2 separate regions of the Mus musculus genome follow, and region 1 is linked to region 2. Evidence: chromatin contacts called from public promoter capture Hi-C data. All regions are on one chromosome and are shown on one strand. Each heading gives the region's core, a stretch centred on a gene start, on an enhancer-like site or on the middle of the called end of the contact. The rest is flanking DNA. Distances are from core to core; before and after follow the strand shown.

The links. Promoter capture Hi-C pulls out the DNA fragments that hold promoters and counts their contacts.
Region 1: a contact with region 2 is called in a promoter capture Hi-C map of pre-B cells, with 4 times the contacts expected there. The contact joins the promoter of Pdhx here to the promoter of Hsd17b12 in region 2. A contact is called at or near these places in 2 of 39 promoter capture datasets (cranial neural crest and pre-B cells).

What each region holds. Positions count from the first base shown.
Region 1 is chr2:103,070,659-103,074,841 of GRCm38.p6, forward strand. It overlaps Pdhx (pyruvate dehydrogenase complex, component X), which reads right to left and starts at 2,855. Exons shown (of 11, transcript NM_175094.5): 1 at 2,632-2,855. The coding sequence starts at 2,791. Apip (APAF1 interacting protein) reads left to right here and starts at 3,017. Exons shown (of 7, transcript NM_019735.4): 1 at 3,017-3,183. The coding sequence starts at 3,130.
Region 2 is chr2:94,156,291-94,160,655 of GRCm38.p6, forward strand. It overlaps Hsd17b12 (hydroxysteroid (17-beta) dehydrogenase 12), which reads right to left and starts at 1,619. Exons shown (of 11, transcript NM_019657.4): 1 at 1,420-1,619. The coding sequence starts at 1,579. Gm39885 (a long non-coding RNA gene) reads left to right here and starts at 1,874. Exons shown (of 3, transcript XR_866573.3): 1 at 1,874-3,152; 2 at 3,511-3,602. Mir670hg (a long non-coding RNA gene) reads right to left here. Exons shown (of 8, transcript XR_003953878.1): 8 at 4,346-4,365.

The sequences.
Region 1 (4,183 bases), core at 1,605-4,104, 8.9 Mb after region 2:
GATTGCATATACAGAATTAAATATGACTGTATATCTGAATGGGCCATGTGACAGAATTCTGAGAATGTGTTTTGGTCAGGAGATCACACTTTGTAAGTAGGCTGTCACGTGCCCACTCTCTGATAGACATTTGTTCCTTTACGAAATCAGGCAAGAGATAAGTAACACTGCTTTCTCAATAAACATTTCAGTTGAAAAACTGAAAGAAGGGATTTGTTAAGCATAAATACACAGAGCACTGATTAGTGCACTTAAAACACAGCTGCAAGGCTTCACTTTTCTGAACTTTTGTAGTTTTACACAAATAAACAGCAATAATACCGAAGTTTTAGATCGTTAGAACTCAATAAAAAATTCTAAGAAGTGTTAAGCACACAGCCCATGCCATAACTCCCAAAGGCAGCCAACAAATCCCCTTTAGGGAAAACAAAACAAGAGTACTTCCAAATTTACAGATTTTAAAATCCTACATAAGTATGTGAAAGAGAAGTGGGTTCACTAAATGCACCTAATTCAGTCTCTGATGATACAAAAACCAGCTTAGTTTTATTAAAGTACGAGGATGAAAAAAAAAAAAAAAAAAAGAAAGCCAACCCTCTAAGTTCATGTTTTCTAAAATAATTAATGTATTCAAGTAGCTTAACAAAATCGTATTGGTAAGAGTTGGTAGAAAGATTCGGGCTCCACATGTAGCATAATGCCTCTATTGGAGGTCTCTGTCATAATGTCCGAAATCTACAAATATGCTATCTCACAGAACAAGACAGAATTAAGATGAACGTGGATGGAGGTTGTTATCAACTGATCCTGAGATGGGGAAAAATCCATTATCCTGCTGGGCCCAACATAGCAACAAGACTTCATCCTCTCGATGGAAGCGAGGTAGGAGGAAGTGTGGAGAGATACAAGTGTGCTCAATACTAGACTCGCTGTTACTGAGCTGGAGGAGAGACAGGAACTAAGAGCCCACAAATCTGAGAAGGCTTTGGATGGAAAAAAAAAAGCAAAAACAAACAAACAAACAAACAAACTAAAACAAAACAAAACAAGGAAACAGATTGCCTACTAGAACCTCCAAAGAAGACAATCCTGGCTAGACGCCTTGACTTTAGCCTAGTGAGATTCATTTTATACTTCTGACCCCAAAAGCTTTAAGACAATGAATGTGTACTTTAAGTGGATAGTGGGTAGTGATAATAAAACTACTCAGTTTGCCTTGGGATTCAGCACCATCTTCCTACAAATGATGCCGACAGACAAGGTGTTCAAGGTATCTACCCGGAGGTAGAGGATAAGTCCAGGTAAAATGCCAAGACTTAGCAGATGAAAACTATCCATGTGAATTTCTAAAGGCAGAAGCAGCTGACTCTAAGAAAAATCTTGGAAACTACTCATTTTTTGTGTCTAAGAACACACACTCTTTCCTTTTTAAACAGAGTTTAGGAAATTCACACTCTCAAAAAGACCTCACAAGCAAGGATAGGCCATTTCACAGGTATTTTTCCCAATCTAAGCTTTCATATTCCTCGATGTTTTGAGGCAGGGAGTCTCAAAAGTGTGCTCCATTAAACTCACAACAGTATAAGGTGCAGATTCCTGAGTCAGAGTTTCTGCTAAGTGTAGGCAAGTTCAGTTTTAACAAATGAGGACCAGGCAGAGAAAATATTATATACTATACAGTTAAAGACAATATCCAGGAAGTATTTATTAAACATTACTCCAAAAATGACTTAGGTAAATTGTCCCTATTAGCCCCTCTTTAGAAATCTCAGCACACGGATTTTATTGTTTTTCTTTTTCTTTTTTTTTGTTTTGTTTTGTGGCCTCAGACAGCTCAGAAAGTGTGGGCTAGGCCTACTGTACCAGGTGGTGGTAAGAATGATTACTTAAATGTCTAATGGTTTCTAAAACTGTTTTCTGTGCCCCCATCCTAACCCCCAGCCCATATTCATACACGTAAGGAAGAATAATGCCAGGTCTGCCATTTTATATGCTGTATGTTAAATAACGGAAGGACAGTGGGTATATCTCCGAGTTCAATATCACTGCTTAAGAACAATTTTATGTAATAGGCTGTATGAATTTCATGCCACATATTTTACTTGAAACATTCTAGCAATGTCTGTGATTCTGTATTTTCTAAGTTAAGTCTTGTATGCTGCATACATTAAGTGCAGTAAGATTTAAAGTTTTCCAATAGGGACAGGTCCTTTGAATGAATCAGTATGGGTAATAGTGGCTTTGAATGTATGGGCAGCTATATTACATTAGAGAGGAATGGTAAAATTAAAGAAATTTGACATGTGATTGATAAGGGTCTAAAATAGAGGGATTTAAAACAGACCCTCCCTAGGTGACATCGAAATTTCTCAAATTCTAAAGCAAGGTCACAGAGAAGCCATGTAGCCCTGAAGGCAGGCCAAGGACGGAACCATGCTCTCCCAAGTCTGAAGACAGTTCTTTTGCCGCATGCCATAGGCTAAGTCAGCAGGCCCGTTTCTGGGGGAGGTTGAAAGGAACAGGAAGAGTCCGCACTTAACCTCACAAACCGTGTCCCCAATCAAGAAAGCCCCTGACCCAGGCCCCATTGCTCAGCTAAAGAGAGAAGTGGAGCGAGCGCAAGCCACTCACCCTGCAGCAGCTGAGTACTGTGAAACCACCTCCAACTTGCTCCACGGTCGACAGGCCAAGCAGCAGCACCCTGAGCCAGTCCCAGGCTTCGACGGCTGCTAAATCCCAGAAGGTACCGAAGCAGCGGCTGGTTACAGTGAAGCCTCCAGGAGGCCGCCATCTTCCCGGCTTTCTCCGGGAAAGCTCGCAAGTCAACTAGATTGGCGGCCTCAAGGCCCGTCCAGGCCCCGCCTTGCATGGGCTGGCCCCGCCCACAGCGCACGCTCCCCGCCTTGGACTGGAGGACTAGTCCTTCTAACACCGCCTCCAACCTTCACGGGCACGCCCACCGGCCGGTTTGCGCCGCCGCAGATTCTCCAAAGGGACGAGGTCCCCCTCAGACTCCGCCTCTCACTCTTGCTCCGCCCCCAGGCTGCCCGCTCTGTCGCCTAATAGCGTTCTGCCGGCCGCTCAGACTTGGAACGAGCGCGGGACAGATAACGGAGCAGAGTCAGAACCATGTCTGGCTGTCAAGCTCAAGGAGACTGTTGCTCGCGGCCGTGTGGCGCGCAGGTAAGGACGGCGGTCTACAGCAGGCGAGGTGGGGTCACGGGCCGCGGGGTGGGGCTTCGGCCAGGAGCTCTAGGCGGCTAATTCCTAACCCAGTCCGCGAAAGTCAGAGGCCCCTCTGTGCTAGTAGGACTGCTCTACCGGAATTGTCAGGCACCCCAAAGGGCACTCTTTTGGGCAGTTGTCCTTGCCTATCTTACTTGACGTTATGAGGTGGGAGCTCTTGGAAATGATTCTTCTTTAAGGAAAATGGGCCCTGGGGCAACATGGGTTTTCTTTCAGTTAAACAGGACGCAGGCTTATGAAATGCCTTCTAGTGCTAAGAAAATGGTGAACTAGCGAACTAGAAGAATAAACAGCTTCGATACTAACTGATAAGCCCTGCAGAAGACTCAGGGGAAGTCCACAAAATTATATCTTTACTAACCTTTCGTCTAGCCAAGGGGTCTCAATTTAAAATAAAACAGGAAATATTTAATGCAGAGCATCTGAACTATTATTGTCTTGGAATAAGTGGCTTTTCACAAATTCTTTATAAACCTTGAAATTAGGCACGACTGAAAGGGAGATTTTGCATATAGGACACAGGTCCCTGGTGGCCATCCCTATATATGGAGAACGAGGAAAGTAGAAGCAATGTATCAGAATCAAGGTGCATTGATAGCAGACATGTTTGTCATCCCTTATTAGTAAATCTTGGTGACGGTCATCATAGAAATACAGATTTTTTTTTCATACTAAGTGTTGTGCCAGATCAGCAAAATAACCTGTGATTCAAGAGCTGTGATTGAATTTATCAAGACAGAAAATAGCCACATACAAAAAAGAAGCTGAAGATGTTTTTCAAGTATAGAAGGAGAAGTGGGTGGTTTCAGATGGTGATTTGTCAAAGACTTTTGAATACCTAGCATTTTAGATTGGCCCATATTTTGAGGAAACCACAAAGAAAACTCTAGGACCACCATATACCTCAACTAGAGATCTCATTACATGTCTCTAGCCT
Region 2 (4,365 bases), core at 369-2,868:
TCCCAATGTTCTAGGTCAAATTTCTTTTCTAAATCTGCCAGAAATGCTTTCCTAATTTTTACCAGTTTCCCTTTGTCTGGATGGAGCCAAACCTACCTTGAACGTGGCAAACCCTTGACTTTCACTCTGCGTTTTAGACTGTGCAAACAATTTACAATAATAAAGCTAAAGCAACACTGGGCTTTCTTTGCAAGTTTCATTTTATTGGATAACTGATTTCCTATGGGATTACTGTTGCATTGACTTAAAAAAAAATAAAAATAAGCCAACAAACAACTTTTTCCAAGCTGACAACAAAGAAACTGACCAAGTCAATTGTGAAATTATATCATCTGAATCTTAATCACAGCGAGCACTTTTTCCCCCAGGGACTATGAAAAGTGATTTTGGAAAGTTGTATAAAATCACTGTTTGCCCCACATCAAGGAAAGGGGCTCACAAACTCATTTCTACTTGAAATATTTTCTCCTATTATTAGGGTGTTGTCCCAAAAGATTAACTGTCATGTCTTTTCTAAGTCGTTTAAATGTTCTTTAATGAACAGAACAAACCTGAAAAGTAACATGATTTCTGTCCTGTGTTTAGTCCGTAGGCAACCGCACCCCAATATTCTATAAAATGTTTGAGTCGTGAACAGTGAGTTACAAAACACCAGAGAGCCACACATACATCATGATTACATGGGTGTTTGTTTTAAAGCCCTTCTCTCAAAAAATAGAAACAAAGGTGAGAGGGCTGAACTAGGATTTTCTCAACTTCTCTGATACGACCTTCGTTCTCATTTTTAAAATCTGTCAACTGAAAAGAAGAAGGTTCGCGTGTTTTGGTCACTTTTTGTAAAGACATTTTCCGCAAACTCTTGCAAAAAGTACTGAATACGATAGGAAGACTTTGTTTTCCCAGAACAGCGCTTCTTAGTCATTGAAACTCCAGAATAATTTACCAAGATTTCCTCCGACACCGCCTCCACCTCCCCCCTCCCCAAAAGGACTTGTTAAATTACATGAAACAAACCCAATTCAAGTAACTGGAGAATCAAGTTTCCCAAGATCCTAACTTCTGAAATCGTTGTCCCTGCAACCCTTCTTCCTATCTTCACCTATGCTCTCATCCATAGCACAGGGCCAGTTTTCAAGCCAAGTGAAAAACTTTATTTTAAAAAATAAATAAACACTGCAAGGGACACAGCGGACAATGCGCCTGACTCCGGCCGCCTGCCCAGGAGGGCTCCAACAGGACAAGTCCGGGGAGTTAAGAAAGGTCTCCTCCGTGCCCACCAGGCAGCAGCAGGTCAGATCACCCACCCCGCCAGTGCGCTCAGGGTCTGGAGAAGTTTCCGCGCTCCAGAGCGGGCTCGCTGAGCGCGAGCGACAGGGGAACAAGGGCCACAGCGTGGTCGCGGCTTGTGGTTCCACTCACCTGCCCATTCTCCGAGTCGCGGACCGACCAAGGCCTCGTTGCCCACGCACCACACCTGGAAGGCCCTGAAGAGCGAGTACGAGGCTCGCAGGGCCAGGTAGGCAATGGTGCTCGCGCCCACCCAGTACAGGAAGCCGGCCGCCGGGGGAGCGCACTCCATGGCTCGTGACTAGGCCTCACTACTACGGTGAATGGGGAAGGAAAAAAAAAAAAAGAATGAATGGGACGAGGAGGCGGTGCCGCCGTGACGGCGAAGACGCAGCGAATAGACGTGATTTTTTGAACGCTTTAGGTCTAAGACCCGCCTACATAGTCATATCCATGTGTCTATTGGTGACTTCTCTTTCCTGTAAGCGTACTATGTCTCCTATTGGTTAGCCTTCGTTTCGTAGCCCCGCCCACAATCCCCTTCGGCGCGCTCAGAGCCGCATTTCCGTATTAAGACAGTGGCTCGCTCACAAGCCGCTCAACGTTTGGCTCCGCCCACAAGCTTTACCTCGCACCACCGAAGCGCAGGGATCTCTCATTGGCAGAGGCGGCCCTTACGACTGCGGAAGGCTGCGCGCTGATTGGCCAGTGATACCTAACTGGGTTTAGCTCACATTTCAGGAAGGAATGGAACCGGAAAGGGAAGAATATAGTAGAAGTCCGGGAGGAGCTGGAGTAGTGCTTGTGATTACGTCTTAGTAATAACCGCTTTCGGATTGTTAATTCCTCAGACTTTTCAGATGAAGGTTTACGGTTCCCCTTTGTCTGCAGAGCACGCTTTCGCTCCATTTTTTTGAATGACTGCCTTAGCTCCCACAATGAACTTTATACTTGTTCCCAATAATTCGGAATTCCAGAAAACTCTACTGTGTAGTAGCGTTAACAGTTGTAAGATGAATGAAAAGTATCCTACAAGAACAGAGCTTATGGAGCAATTCTGGGAAACTCAAATTTTTTTATTGGACCTGGTCCAGTAAAAACCAAAATCATTTTATTTTTGTTTTGTGGGAGGATATTAAAGAGATATTTGTGTCCTATACTTTTTACTGTAAGACAATCAAAACAATAAAATCAAAACAGGAACCGATTCACCCCCATCAAGGGACTTCATGCTGGGATAAAAGAAAACCTAAAACGTGGGCAAACACTTCCAGAACACCTTACAGGGGAGGCAATGAGGGGCCAGTGGTGAGCTGGCTGGACCACACTTTGACTTGCTTAGATTTATGTTACTCTGGCCCATTCTTAAACCATAACTGCACATCAGAACCTAAAACATGGCTTTGGTGGAAGGTACTGGGTCTCTTTATAACTTTTCCCAAATCTTTTTTTATTCTTTTCTTTTCCTGCTGTTCTGCACTATTAATTTGACTGTTTTAGCTGACTTAGGAAGGACAGGTGACCGAAACTCACTTGTTGATGCACAAGCTGTGGCCCTGACTCTGAAAACAGGCCTTATGCTTGAGCAGCAAATACTTTACCCACCAAGCAATCTCCCCTGCCCTGAAGGGAAGCTTTAAGGGGACACAAAAATCTGATCTCTGGAAGAGCATGGAAGTACTTCAGCGGACAGGGAGACAGACATAAAGTAAACAAATGGAGTCGCTGTTCAGGCTCTACTTAGAGGTCCAGGGGCTCATTCAATATCTCCACTCAAGCTCAATACATTTATTGTTTGTTTTTGTTTTGAGACAGGATGTCAAATATCCTAAGCTGCCTCTACCTCCCAAGGTTTGAGATTCCAGGTATGTGACACCATTTTTTTTTCTTACTTCAGTGCTGGGGATTGAACCCAGAGCTTTACACATGCTAGTCAAGTAGTGTATCAACTGAGCTACATTCTCCACTCAAGCTTAATAAATTTAAAAATAAAACTCCACACCTGCCCTCATATGCCTCTTCTGGTGGCTGGAACAGCAATGCCACTCACAGGCTCCTATGTTTGAAGACTTGGTCAGCAGTTGATAGAACAGTTAGGGAAGGATTAGGAGGTGTGCCCTTGTTGGAGGAGGTGTGTCATTGGGGGTGGGCTTTGAGGTTTCAAAAGTTCATGCCATTCCAACTTAGCATGCTCTCTCTCTCTTCCTCTTGCTTGTGGACTAGATGTGAGCTCTCTGCTGCTTCTCCAGAGTCATTCATGCCTGCCTGCTGCCATGTTCCCTGCCATGTTGTTCATGGACTTGCCCTCTGAAACTGTAAGTAAGTCTCTGATTAAATGCTTTCATTTATAAGTTGCTTTGAACACGTTGTCTCTTCATGGCAATAGAACAGTCACTAAGACACATCTTTACTTTTTCTTCCCCATCTCCTTAGCTGAACCACTCACTACTCATGATTTCTTCGAGATGCAAAACCTGGGGGTTGCCCTTCTTTTCTATTAAATTCTCATAACCAGTTCTACAACAAGGCTTGTTCACTCTGCAAACAAAATATACCATGACAGATTTCTTAGCTCTGTTACTGCCAACTAATGCAAATCTCAAGTGTTTTTATACTAGAATATGGGAAAACGCTTCATTATTAGTCTCTCAGAAGCTGTCTTGGCAAATAACAATTGTTGCTGTAGAATTTCTTTTAAACAATATATAAGAAGCTGGGTATAGTGTTTCATGACTTTAATATCATCATTCTGGAGCCAGAGACATTCAATCTTTGTGAGTTCAAGGCCAGCCTTGTCTATATAGTAATACCTTGTTTGAAAAGAAAGAAAGAAATGAAGGAAGAAAGAAAGAAAGGAAGGAAGGAAGGAAGGAAGGAAGGAAGAAAGAAAGAAAGAAAGAAAGAAAGAAAGAAAGAAAGAAAGAAAGAAAGAAAGAAAGAAAGAAAGAAAGAAAGAAAGGAAGAAAGGAAGGGGGAAAGAAAAGAGAGGAAGGAAGGAAGGAAGGAAGGAAGGAAGGAAGGAAGGAATAGGAGACATAGAGAATCAGACACAACCACATTGGGACTTCAGAATCATTT